Linked DNA regions of Mus musculus: region 1 is linked to region 2. Evidence: chromatin contacts called from public Hi-C data. All regions are on one chromosome and are shown on one strand. The core of a region is the stretch at or near the end of the contact, and the rest is flanking DNA. Distances in the headings are between cores, read along the strand shown. Region 1 has its middle 46 kb from the start of Akr1b3. Region 2 overlaps Lrguk (leucine-rich repeats and guanylate kinase domain containing).

What was found. A called contact is a pair of places that touch in the nucleus more often than the background predicts.
Region 1: a contact with region 2 is called in a Hi-C map of the HPC-7 cell line, with 2.2 times the contacts expected there. The contact joins two enhancer-like sites. A contact is called at or near these places in 1 of 39 promoter capture datasets (the 3T3-L1 cell line), 1 of 15 datasets of contacts at CTCF or cohesin (embryonic stem cells), 24 of 484 Hi-C or Micro-C datasets (B cells, the Ba/F3 cell line, the C10 cell line and 12 more), 2 of 115 datasets of contacts at active chromatin or transcription factors (the NIH/3T3 cell line and embryonic stem cells) and 1 of 9 other capture datasets (embryonic stem cells).

The regions. Positions count from the first base shown.
Region 1 is chr6:34,268,138-34,274,190 of GRCm38.p6, reverse strand. No RefSeq gene overlaps it. Among named protein-coding and RNA genes, the nearest start is that of Akr1b3, 46 kb to the left of the region's middle. Within about 2 kb of position 1,575, at least 27 of the 459 cell types and tissues checked have an H3K27ac peak or open chromatin away from gene starts, as enhancers often do. A contact at or near this core is called in the HPC-7 cell line, where this site is marked.
Region 2 is chr6:34,055,021-34,061,054 of GRCm38.p6, reverse strand. Lrguk (leucine-rich repeats and guanylate kinase domain containing) reads right to left here. Exons shown (of 20, transcript NM_028886.1): 6 at 4,860-4,984. Among named protein-coding and RNA genes, the nearest start is that of Gm38786, 28 kb to the right of the region's middle. Within about 2 kb of position 2,339, at least 4 of the 459 cell types and tissues checked have an H3K27ac peak or open chromatin away from gene starts, as enhancers often do. A contact at or near this core is called in the HPC-7 cell line, where this site is marked.

The sequences.
Region 1 (6,053 bases), core at 326-2,825, 210 kb before region 2:
TCTTCCTCCTTGTCACCTCCCCTCCTTCCCTCTGTAGGATCCACATGGTTGCTAGCCTGGAACACAGAAGGGATGCTCTTACTTCAGGCCTTCTGAAGTCTGTTCCCACTGCATGGGGATAAGCTTTCCATCTGAGGCGCCTAGGTCTTATCCTCTACTCTTACGTCAGTGTCAATTTAGATGTCACATCTCATCCCAGGATGAAACCAGCCTTCCCCATATATTCCAGCACTGGGCTCTGCTCTGTTCTCTTCCCAACACATCTCACCACTTGCTTCTGATTCACTGTTTTTCTTATACCTAAGGAGTGTCCATCTCAGTAGAACTTGGGCTCTCTGGATCCAGGAGGTTTCAAGCCTTGTGCTCTCTGTTGGATCTGTGAGGATTCAGCCACACAGCATACTCTTGGAAGCTGTTTATGGGTAAATGGTGGGTAGATGGATGGATGGGTGGGTGGATGGAGGGATGGGTATAGGACATGAACTCATTTATGGATGGGTGGATGGATGGATGGATAGATGGATGGGTATATGTATGGATGGGTGGGTGAATGGATGGATGGATATGGGACATAAGCTTTTTTTCCCCATGGTATACATGGGTTCTGAGGAAATTGAATACTTTTGGAGGAACATAGCTTAGCCACACTTGGCCTCTTCAGCAGCAATGGCAGGCCAGTGCTCATAACCTCATTCCTATTTTCAGATCTTCTGAAAAACACAGACATCTTAGGGCTACCTGGGACATCTGCTCCCTACAGCTGATATCATGTTGCTCTGGAATCTTCTACTGTTATCCCATTCTAGACCTTGTTTCTATCTCTGTCCACTACCCTGAAGAGGCTGATTGGCTTCCCTCTCTTGTTTACAGTGAAGAGGTGGGCTGGGTTCCCTCTCCTGCTCACTGAGGAAGTGGGCTAGCTTCTCTCTCCGGTTACAGCTTTGCACACGTAAGTTTCCTGTTCCTTTTAGTATGCCTCTGTCCCTCAGAGATTTTTGTTCCTTAAACAGAAACTTCCAATAAGAGGGGAGTCTTAGCAAGAAAAGGCAGGAGAGAGGATGGAGAGACCAGAAATAGTGGCATCTGGTTGGCAGTGTCTAACTGTCTCTTGGGATATCTTAGCTCTCCAGCACCAATGGTAAATCCCACCTTACTGTCCCCCAGGGATCCTGATGCTGTTCCCTGGCTCCCTAGTCCTCCAGGTTCCCCTTTTAGATGAAGAATGGCCCATAGGAAGGACATGTCTCCTTCAAGCTTCAGGGGATTGCCACCAAAGGCAGTAGCAATGGCATCCTTTATAAAGTTTTGATTCCCAAATAAACTCATTTGTAAAATATTGAGCTACTCTGGAGACAGATTGTTAGCCTGAAACCCCTTCTCATCCCCCGAACAAGCTGGGAAACCCCGTCTGTCCTCCTTCCCCCAACCCCACATGCATAGAGAAAACTCCAGACTAACAAGCCATCACCCACCCCCATCTCTGTGGTTTTGGCAACCCTCCCAAGAGTGCCAGCCCAGGGGCCCAGTTTTTGAGCATATATGAGCATGACCCCAGCTGCTAGCTGACTCATCATCCCTTCTCATCTAAGGACCATAAAACTCCCCTTCGGTAGCCTAGGCTTGTGACTTCACTCGCCTTCACCTGTGAGATTGGTGAACCCATCGGAGAGTCACTTCCTAATAAACCTGTCTTTATTTACTTTTAATCTGGTCTAATCTGGCCTATATCTGCATCATGGAGGGAGAGAAAATGTCTATCACAAATCTCTTGTCTTTTCATTTGATCAATAAGGAAAAAGAGGGACAGAAACAATAGATGACTTACCCATTGTGGTGGATTGAAAAGGTCCCATAGACATATGTGTTTGAGTGCTTGGCCCATAGGGGTGGCACTATTAGGAAGTAGGGCTTTGTTGGATTAGCTGTGGCCTTGTTGGAGGAAATGTGTCACTATAGGGGCAGGCTTTGAGGTCTCCTATGTTCAAGTACTTCCAGTGTGGCTCCCAGTCCCCTTCTGACACATGTGGATCAAGATGTAAAAGTCTTCGCTCTCCCAGAACCACGTCTGCCTGCATACTGTCATGCTTCCCACCACAATGATAAGACTAAACCTCTGAAACCATAAGCCAGCCCCAATTAAATGTTTCTTTTTTATAAGAGTTGCCTTGGTCATGGTGTCTCTTCACAACAATAAAGTCCTAACTAAGACACCCATGGTCATGGAAATGATAGTTTCAAAGCTAGGAGTTGAGATCTTAACTGCTATCCAGAGGGTCTCTTCTGGACCCCAGGATGCTTCAAGGACTGACTCTCCCACACAAGATGTGCATGCATTCATGCCGCTTAACAAATAATTCCTCAAAACAGTCAAATCTGGAAACGTACCCCATCCACCCAAAATTGTTGCATAAGGGACTGCCACAGTTATTTCAAATTATCACCTCTTCCTATCTAACCCCCACACTTTACAAATTCCAACCCCACACTTCCAAACAGGTACTTAGAGTTTAGGCATCTCTCTAGACACTCTGAAAATCTGTAAAAAGATCCTTATCTTTTTGGAGGAAATTTCACTTTAAAGTTTCAGCTAATGACTTCTCCAGCAGTGGAACAAGTGCACCTTCAAATGTCAGCTCTACACAAGAGAGAAAAGCTCTAAGACCCAGCCTGATCAGAAAATCCTATGTCAAGTGCTACTGGTGCTATGGAGTTTACGTAAGCTCCCAGAATTAGCACCTCCTCCTTCATCTGCACCCCTAAAAAGTGATGATGGGAGCCCCAGATGTGCACAAAACATTGCTTTCTTCTTGGCAGCATGAAAGGGTATGTCACATGACTTTGCTTCCCAAGGCCAGTGATAAATCACACTCCTAGAGAATCTATGTGTCAGTATTCACGGTATTGATATTTTTTGTTTATTAATCCTGTTAGTAATACTCCACCCAGGAGGGGAACGAAAACACATGACAAACAACTATGAAAAGAACTACCTCGTTCAAAGGCCTGCTGCTTCTCTTGGGAGCAGCTTATGCATCACCTGGGTGCACATAGGATGGCTGAGTTGGTGCAGAAGGGAGCACAGCAGAGGCTCCCTCCCCAAGACCCTGGGAGAGCTCAGTTGGAGGACTCTCTTCCTGCAAGGAGAGCTGCAGTCAGACATTATTCTAATCCAGTCCTACCGAATTCAGTACACACACTGAGAACACAATACACTGTTAGAAAACAGACCACAGAAAAAGCAGGCTGTTCAGTTGGCTGGCTGGCATCGAAGGAGCAGCCTGGGAACTAAATGCTGATCTGGATGCAACAGCAACACAGTGAATGTTTCAGCCCTCATTTTAGCTTACTTGCATGGAGCGCAGTAGGCTCAGGATTAACATCAGGCCCGAGTCCCATTGATACATTTCCACCTGCTCGAGGGGATCCATCGAGGATTAGGCTCTCCCAGTGCCTCTTCTGGGAAAGCCTGCTGCAACTGGGCTCCCCTGAACCCTCATCAAATGTGGCCATTTCTCCCTAGTGTTTGTTAGCCCTGTGCCTAGTTTATAGTAACCCACTGGGCGGCTAGCTGTGCACAATCTATGATTTTAGTTTACTTCGTCTTCTTTTTTTTTTTAAACCACCCCCAAACAAGCTGCACTGAAATGGACAGTTTCTGTGTGCCTCTGCTTGGCAGCAGTCTAATACCAATGTCTTAACGCTTGCATCCTAAATTCAGAGATGGGAAATTGTTAGAAAATAGCTGACCTTGAGCGCGGGAATTCTCTGCTTATCACTGTGCTTCATATACCCTTCTTGGATTTTAAGAAATTGTTTATCTCACGTGCTTGTATGAGTTTATGCAAGAGCCCATGGAGGCCAGCCAAGGAGGGCATCAGATACCCTGGAATTTGAGCCATAGACAGTTGTGAGCCACCATATGAGTGTTAGGAACTAACCCCAGATCCTCTGCAATGACAGTAAGCGCTCTTAGCTGCTGAGCCACCACCCAGACCTCCAAAACCTCCAAAGTTTTACAAAGTTGTTTTTCCTTTCAACTGTCATACGCACACAGGTTTGGGTATGTGTGTATAGGTGAAGATGCTCACGGAGGTCAGAGGTGTTGATATTCCTCCGGTACTAAAGTCACAGGAGATATGAGTTGCTGTGAACTCAGATCCTCTGCAAGACCAGCATGCACTCCTACCTGCTGGGCCACCTCTCTGGCCCCCTTCTAGGATTTTGAGACAATGGAAAGGTTAGTGGTTTAAAAAATGAGTAAGGAAAAGGCATAAGTTTCCATAGTTATAGAGACTTTTTTTACCCCTCAAATGAATAATAATTCCAATTATAACTATCCCACAGGACTATTGCGAGGCTCAAATAAGATAATGTGCATATGAAAGCTCTTTGCTGGGAGGGAAGCATGATATGGGTATAAGGTGTTATTATCCCTTTAATCTTTCTAGTCTCATAATGGAGAAAAATTTCCAAAGACAAATTGGGAGCTCATTTCCATCTCTCAGCTGCCTCGCTGCTACATGATGTCCATGACAATGAAATGCTGCAGAGGAGTGTGGCGAGATCCAAACAAACAGCCGCGTGGCTGGTGTAAAAGTGTCATCCCTCCAGCGCCGCTGGGGACAGCAGAATTCTCCTTCAGGCTTCTGGGATACAGCACTGGCTAAGGCACTAATTCACATAAGGCCACAAATAATGTCGTCTGACAAGACCTTCATTTCATATATCCAAACTTTCTGTTCCTCTATAGAGGGCATCCTGCAGGAGTGGCTGTTGTCTGTGAGGGTGGCGAGTGACATCTCCAGAAGTAGATGCCCCCCATCTGCCTGGGCCTTCTTTCTTTGCAACTGACATAGTCACTCTCCAAGAATATTAGTTACTTTCCCATCACTGTGAAGAACGGGAGACGGTTTAGGAAAGAAAGGGTTTATTTTGGCTGGCAGTTTGAGGGTGCAGTCTACCATGGTGCATAAGTCCAACACAATGCCTCATGAATGTACGGTGGTAGGAACGAAGCAGCTGGTCACATTGCACCTGTAGTAATGAAGCAAAGAAAGATAGATGCTGCTGTTTACCTTGCCATCTCCCACTTACTCCAAACCCAGCCTATGAGTGGTACCACCCTCATCTCAGCAACCCACTCTAGAAGCTCCATCACAGACATGCCCAAAGACTTGTCTCCTAAATGATCCCAGATCCTGTCAAATTGGTCATCAATATCAACTACTATACCAACAAGGTACAAAAAGTGATGACCACTCGTGGCTCTCAGTTGAACTTGGGAATTGTCCTCAGCCCAAGATACTCCAAGCCCCATCTTCTCAGATCTCTATGGCTGGTAGTTACAGGGAGGGTGGTCTCAAGGTGGGATGCCTCTGAGGGGCTCCTGAGTTCTCTAGAGGATAAACTGATGCTGTCATACAGCTGCTCAATTTGTGTCACTTTGCATCTGTAGTATCTGTCCTTTCCAGATATTGTCCCTAGAAGCTGTGTTGATCTCTAAGGGGATCAACCTGTGACGCCTTCAAATGATGAATGGTTGCTGGTCTGCAGGGACAGTGACATGCTGAGTCCTCAGACGCTGGGAGGGTCCCATGTTGGTCTGTGTCTCCAAGCCAGATGTTTAGTTATCATCAGCATTTCCCAGTTGCCCCAGGGGTGAAATGAAGAAGTGAGGACTTGACAAATCTGAGGTGGGGCAGTGAGCTCTGGAAGAGGGGAGGAGTACCAGTCAGCAGCATTTGTGACCTTGCCTCCCTCATTCGGAGGATGCATGTCTCAGTCACTGGCAATACGATTCAAAAGCTCTTTACTCTGCAAACCAAGAGGCCCAGACTCACTCTTCAGAGGGAATGTCTTTTGTTACAGAATGGCGGGCCTGTGAACAGAGGTCCTTCCCTCCCATCTAGCTGATGGCTTAGTCCTGGAGTTTGTGTTCACGTATGCCAACTCTCTCGGGTATGGCTGGATGAGTTCTTTCTTTCTTATACTCTGTGCATGAAAAGTCGCACTCTGAAACTGTAAGAATGCCCCAATTAAGTGGAATTTTTTTA
Region 2 (6,034 bases), core at 1,090-3,589:
TATCGAAAGGACCCAGATGTAGCTGTCTCTTGTGAGACTATGCCGGGGCCTAGCAAACACAGAAGTGGATGCTCACAGTCAGCTAATGGATGGATCACAGGGCTCCCAATGGAGGAGCTAGAGAAAGTACCCAAGGAGCTAAAGGGATCTGCAACCCTATAGGTGGAACAACATTATGAACTAACCAGTACCCCGGAGCTCTTGACTCTAGCTGCATATGTATCAAAAGATGGCCTAGTCGGCCATCACTGGAAAAAGAGGCCCATTGGACACGCAAACTTTATATGCCCCAGTACAGGGGAACGCCAGGGCCAAAAAGGGGGAGTGGGTGGGTAGGGGAGTGGGGGTGAGTGGGTATGGGGGACTTTTGGTATAGCATTGGAAATGTAAATGAGCTAAATACCTAATAAAAAATTTAAAAAAAAAAAAGAAAAGATTGGTGAGATGGGTTGCCTGTGGGCATGTCTGAGATGGATTATATAGATTATGTTGATTGAAGTGGAAGCCGCATCCACTGTGGGCACCAGCATTCCCTAGGCAGAGGATCCTAGAGAAGGAGCTAAGTACTCACATACAGGCACCAATTCATTGCTCTCTGCTTCTGTGAATTCTGTGAATCCCATTAGACATGTTTCCTCAATCCCTGCTATGATGGGCTGTGACCCAGAACTGTGAGCTGAGGAAACACTCTTCAGTTGCTTTGTCGAAGCTGTTTATCAGTGCCACTAGGAAAGAAACTCAGACACACACCTGAAACCCGAACATCAGTTCAGCTTGACTGTGGTCTCTAAAGACACGACATGGATCTGCACACTCTTTTAGCATCATCACAGTAAACCAATACTGTAACTCACAGACACCTTGTCCACAGACACAGTCTAAAGTGACATCATCTCAAAGTCGGTGGTGATGGCTGACTCGGTAGAGTCTGGCTATTTCTGCGCTTGCATAGTGCCTCCTCTTTAACCTGCACTAGCCTATAATGACCTCCCTTAACCAAAGGTGTATGACAGAACTGTGTAGTCCTAATTCTAAGATATAACCAAGTCACTTCTGCTTTCAGGTCTGAGCAGCTTGGACACCATGTAAGAATGCCAGTATGGGAAAACACCGAGACTAAATTGGGTGAGAATGTAGTCATCACAGCAGATTCAATAATTCACAGATGAGCATTTCTCCGGCAATGAGAATAGGAGGAAGTTTCCCGTACCCAAACGGCTGTCCACTTCCTCAGTCTCCACACACCCAGGGCAATAGCAGTAATAAGAATAATTTCCATTTTTGAATATTTCCAACATACTCTTCATTACTTGGCTCCTTTGTTTTAAGGAACAGGAAAATGTCATAGTAAAATTTAACCTCTGGTTTGAGTCCAAAGTTGTCATAAAGAATAATTTCAAATTTTTGGTTAGTATTATGTTTTACCTACCCTTTTAAAACATTCAAAACCCTCGGGCCTGATGTGGTGATGCAGAGGCAGGTGGATCTCTTAAGTTCATAATGTCAATTTTTCGGCTAACATTATGTCTTACCTAGCCTTAAAACATTCTAAACTTTCTGGCTGAGTGAGGTGACACAGGGGCATGGGGATCTCTTTAAGTTCAAGGCCAGCCTGGTCTACATAGCAAGTTCCAGAATATCCAGGACTACATAGAGAGACCCTGCCTCAAAAAACAAAAACAAAAACAGAATGAAACAAACAAAAACCATTCAATACTTTCAAGATTGACTTAAGAACTGAAAAATTAAATTAATGTATTCCCTTTAATCTGAATATTTTCACTGGTAAATGTTCCATGGCACATTGAATAGCAAGAGCTCATTTTCAGCCTATTCTTCATAAAATTTCATTTTAATAATGAGCCAGATTTGTGCTCACTGGTAACTCTATAGCCCTTAAAATATCATAATAGAATGTTAATAATCTTTAAAGGTAGGTTATAGCCTACGAGGGTTTATTATACTATTCTTTTTACCTCTATATGCTGGAAAAATGTAATAAAAAGAAAAAAAAACCCATAACCTTATTTGCCAAAGTGAAATCAAATTTTCCTGTTTAAAGTTCAAAAAAGTTATAAAAAGTGAAAAGAGGAGAGTGACCACGCTGAGCTCACCATCATCAATTTAATGTATTGAAATGAGGGCTCAGCCTCCCATTCAAATACTGCCCGCATATCCAATCTATATACAATACACTTTCCCCCAAAGGACTCTGAAGCGTTTTCTATGTGCAAGACAGATGTAATATTCTTCAGTGTCTCTGATGGCTTTCAAAGTGGTAGATGGTCTGAGCAGAGTGAGGCACAGAAAAGTTTAATTAGATAGTCTGTGGTCATAAAAGGGAAGAGACTGAGACAAGTTGAGAAGCACAGAATAGCTGGTTGAAAACCAGCTAGGAAGTGCCTTTGTCTAGCACTGAGAACCCAAAGGCTCACTCCTGGGTGTGGACATGAAGTTTCTGCGCAGTGCTTCCAGCCTCACAAGTGAATAGCAGAAAAAAGAAAAGAAAAAAGAAAGAAAGAAAAAAAACCACCATTGTTAGAGAGAAGCTGTTTTGTTTGAAGTAAATTAAATTAGAAAATATTCCCCATTTACCAGTGTGTCAGGAAGACCCAACTGGCTTTTACTTTGACAGAGTGAAGTTTGCAGTACAGTGTCACTATGTTCTGTGTTCTAATAAGGATGTAGTGGCCACTGGCACGCTGTGAGGTTCCCCTGCCAGCTTTTACAGGTCCCAGAGAGGTAGAAGGGCAAGTGTTTGTAGGTGAACTGCTCTTCTTGCTATGCTGCAAACTAAATTCCTTGCCAATCGCTAAAGCACATTATGTTGTGATTCCATGAGTTAAAAATAAAGTCAAGAAAAACTCCTGAAGCAAACGTATATCATTTTAGGTTATAAATTTTATTCAAATTTGGGAAAAACAATTTTTCAATTCTCAGAATCTCAGTGAAAATAAGTAAGAGCATTTTCTGTGTTTTCTAGTCTATCCTGGGTGCTGGGTGCAGGGACTAGAGCAATCTATCTCATTTGTTGGCAGAAAACAAAAATGGTAAAAAGTGATAGTGTCAGTGGCAGGCGTGTGGTTATTGAAGAGCAGGAAAAAAGGAATGCACTGTTTTAATAATAACTGTCCCCCACCCCCGTAACACTCATGTCTTTCCACTCTACTGCAGGTCGATGGGACTGTCAATACAGACGAGACACATGGAAAAGTCTGCAGTGGAGGCTCACAGCTGCAATCAAGTGCAATCAGGTGGCAGAGGCAAAAAGATCATCACAAGTTCAAGGCCAGCCTGGTCCTCATAGCAAGTTCCAACCAATATGGTAAAATATAACGAGAGAGAGGAGAGGGGAGAGGGGAGAGGGGAGAGGGGAGAGGGGAGAGAAGATAAATTTCTGAGAAATTTCAAAATGGTGAGCAAAATAGCAATATACTAACAACTACTCTTTAGATAGTTGAAATTTTCCAATGTGATTGACTTTATTTTATAACTGAAAGTTTTATATCTAATTTATTAGATTCTCCTTCACTGACATTTTGCTAGCATGTCTTAGCAGGCAGAAAACATAAAATCTCAGGTGAGCTATGAAACCTCTGTATATATGGTAGGAGAATGCCTGCCCTCTGCCCTCACTAAATTTTATGGAGGGCTAGAGGAGTCTTTAGATAGCATTTTGAGCTTTAAGAGGAACCAAGCATCAGTGATCTATGGTTAAGTAAAGAATTTCTACGTGTATGTAAACAATGTGCGCAAGAGGCTGGAGAGATGGCTCAGCAGTTAAGAGCACTAGCCACTTTTCCAGGTTTAATTCCCAGCTCACAACTATGGTAGCTCACAACTGTCTGTAACCCCAGTTTCAGGGGATTCTACATCCTCTTCTTGCTCCCATGGCACTAGGCATGAAAGCAGTACACAGATATTCATGCAGGCAAAACACTCATACGTAAAAAATAAAAAAATAATTTTAAATTTTAAAAAAATGTACACATAACCCAATTCATTAATTCATGTTAAACACTCTCCTGTGAGAGAGACATAACATTACTAAGATGCACGCCATGATGAAATGCTTCCTGCCTACCCTCTGGTGGGTATAATAAAGGCCAAGAGAACCTAAGGCTAAGAGGGAGGAGAAAAGAAAGAAAGAAAAATATGTATATAAACAACATCAGCACCCTCTCTCAGATACTAGTAACCCGGATCGTTAATTTATAACTATCATGTGTATCTTTGAATCTTATTGGTGAACAGTCTCCATTTGCATTTGAGTTTTGGTCTTGGGGCATGCCATAGGGCTGAAAAAGCCACTTTCTTTGGGAAACGGTAATCAGATGGAATCTTTCTGACAGGAACTACGTTTTTATTCTCAGCACAAATTACAACTCCTAGAGCAGGAGACTAGCACACATTTGTGTATGATGGGCTGCCTGAGTTCAGTGGCTAGGAAGCATTTCGTGGTCCATTTATGTCCAGTAAAGGCTGAGCAGCAATAAACATGCTCTCTAGCACAGATGTTATTTTTACCAATGAAATATATATTAAAAACTACTTGTAAAAATATACCTTCTTTCACAGCATAGAAAATCAACTGTCTAAATTTTTTTTTACCCTGGATACCAAATATGGAACTGGCTTTACTTGAACATGGACTATTGATGAAACACACAGACAGATGAAACAAGAGAAGGAGAAGGGGTGGGGGTAGGAGGAGGGAGGGAGGAAAAAGGGTGGGGGGCAGACATGCATGCATACCAGACACCATAAGGAGCAAAGAAAAATTCTAAGCAGTCACAATTCAAACACTTCTTAAACAATATTCACCACTTCTACAAAGAATGATGTCATGTTGGACTCACCAAAGAAAGCACTTTGATGGGTAATGTCCCTAAGCCTTTGATGGTAGTGATCTTGTTGCCAGCCAGACTAAGGTGGGTCAGGCTGATGCAGTTCTCTAGCCCAGTGATTTCTTCTATCTCGTTGTCTGTACGTGATGACTATGTTTAAGGAAAATGTTATTCAAAGTTTTTGGAAAGATGACACACACACAAACACACACACACACAGTTTGGGCCAGGGTGTTGGCTGAGCAGGTAAAAACATGAGTAGCCGGAGTTCAATCTCTAGGTCCCATATAATGGAAGGAGAGAACCAATTCCTAAAAGTGGTCCTTTGACATTCACACAAGCACCTTGGAAAACACACACACACACACACACACACACACACACACACACTAAATCAGGGTTAAATAATCACTAGAAAAATCAGACAAGAGTTTAAATAAGGGAATGTTATGTACCCCACACAGGATAAGCCCCAAATCTTGATATGTTTTTCATATAGATAAAATACCAATTCCATAGAATGATAAAGGAATAGCGCGTGCGTCTCTATGTGACTCATTTAAACTATGGGAGGAAACAGCAGTTCAGAGCTGCCTCCTGGGCTGTGCATGCTGCCCTCTGTTAGTTAACGATGTCCACGAGAAACCATGGGGCTCCTCTCAGACAGGGATTTGGAAGACACGCTCATCCTGCTGAGGCAATGGGAATGGGGCTTTATCACCTTGTAGGTGTCCTCTGGAGCAAGTAGTAAGGCCACCACCCTCTCATAGAAGGGAGCAGTCCTTCCAATTCGTATTGGCTTCTCTTCTCTCATTCATATAGAGAAAGCTGGAAGGCTAACATCATTTGTGGTTTCTGTTCTCGCCGATCACATTTTAAGTTTATCTTGTGCCCAAAAAACTGCAGCTCCAAAGCTGAGTTATGTACTCACTGATGAGCCACCGGGCTCCAATGGATAGTTTTAAATCCATGACCACACAGACAGCCCTTGTTAAATTCAGTGAGTTACAAAACAGAATGAAAATACATGAGTGAAGGAAAGCGGTCTGGTAAGTAAGACAGGGGTAGGGTGGAGATGAGAGTGGGTGGGGATAGAAACAGCCAGGACGCACTGTATACATGCAGGCTGTCAAAGAACAATTTTAGTTGTTTTTAAAAGGGTGTGAATGAGCTATTCTCCCAATCAG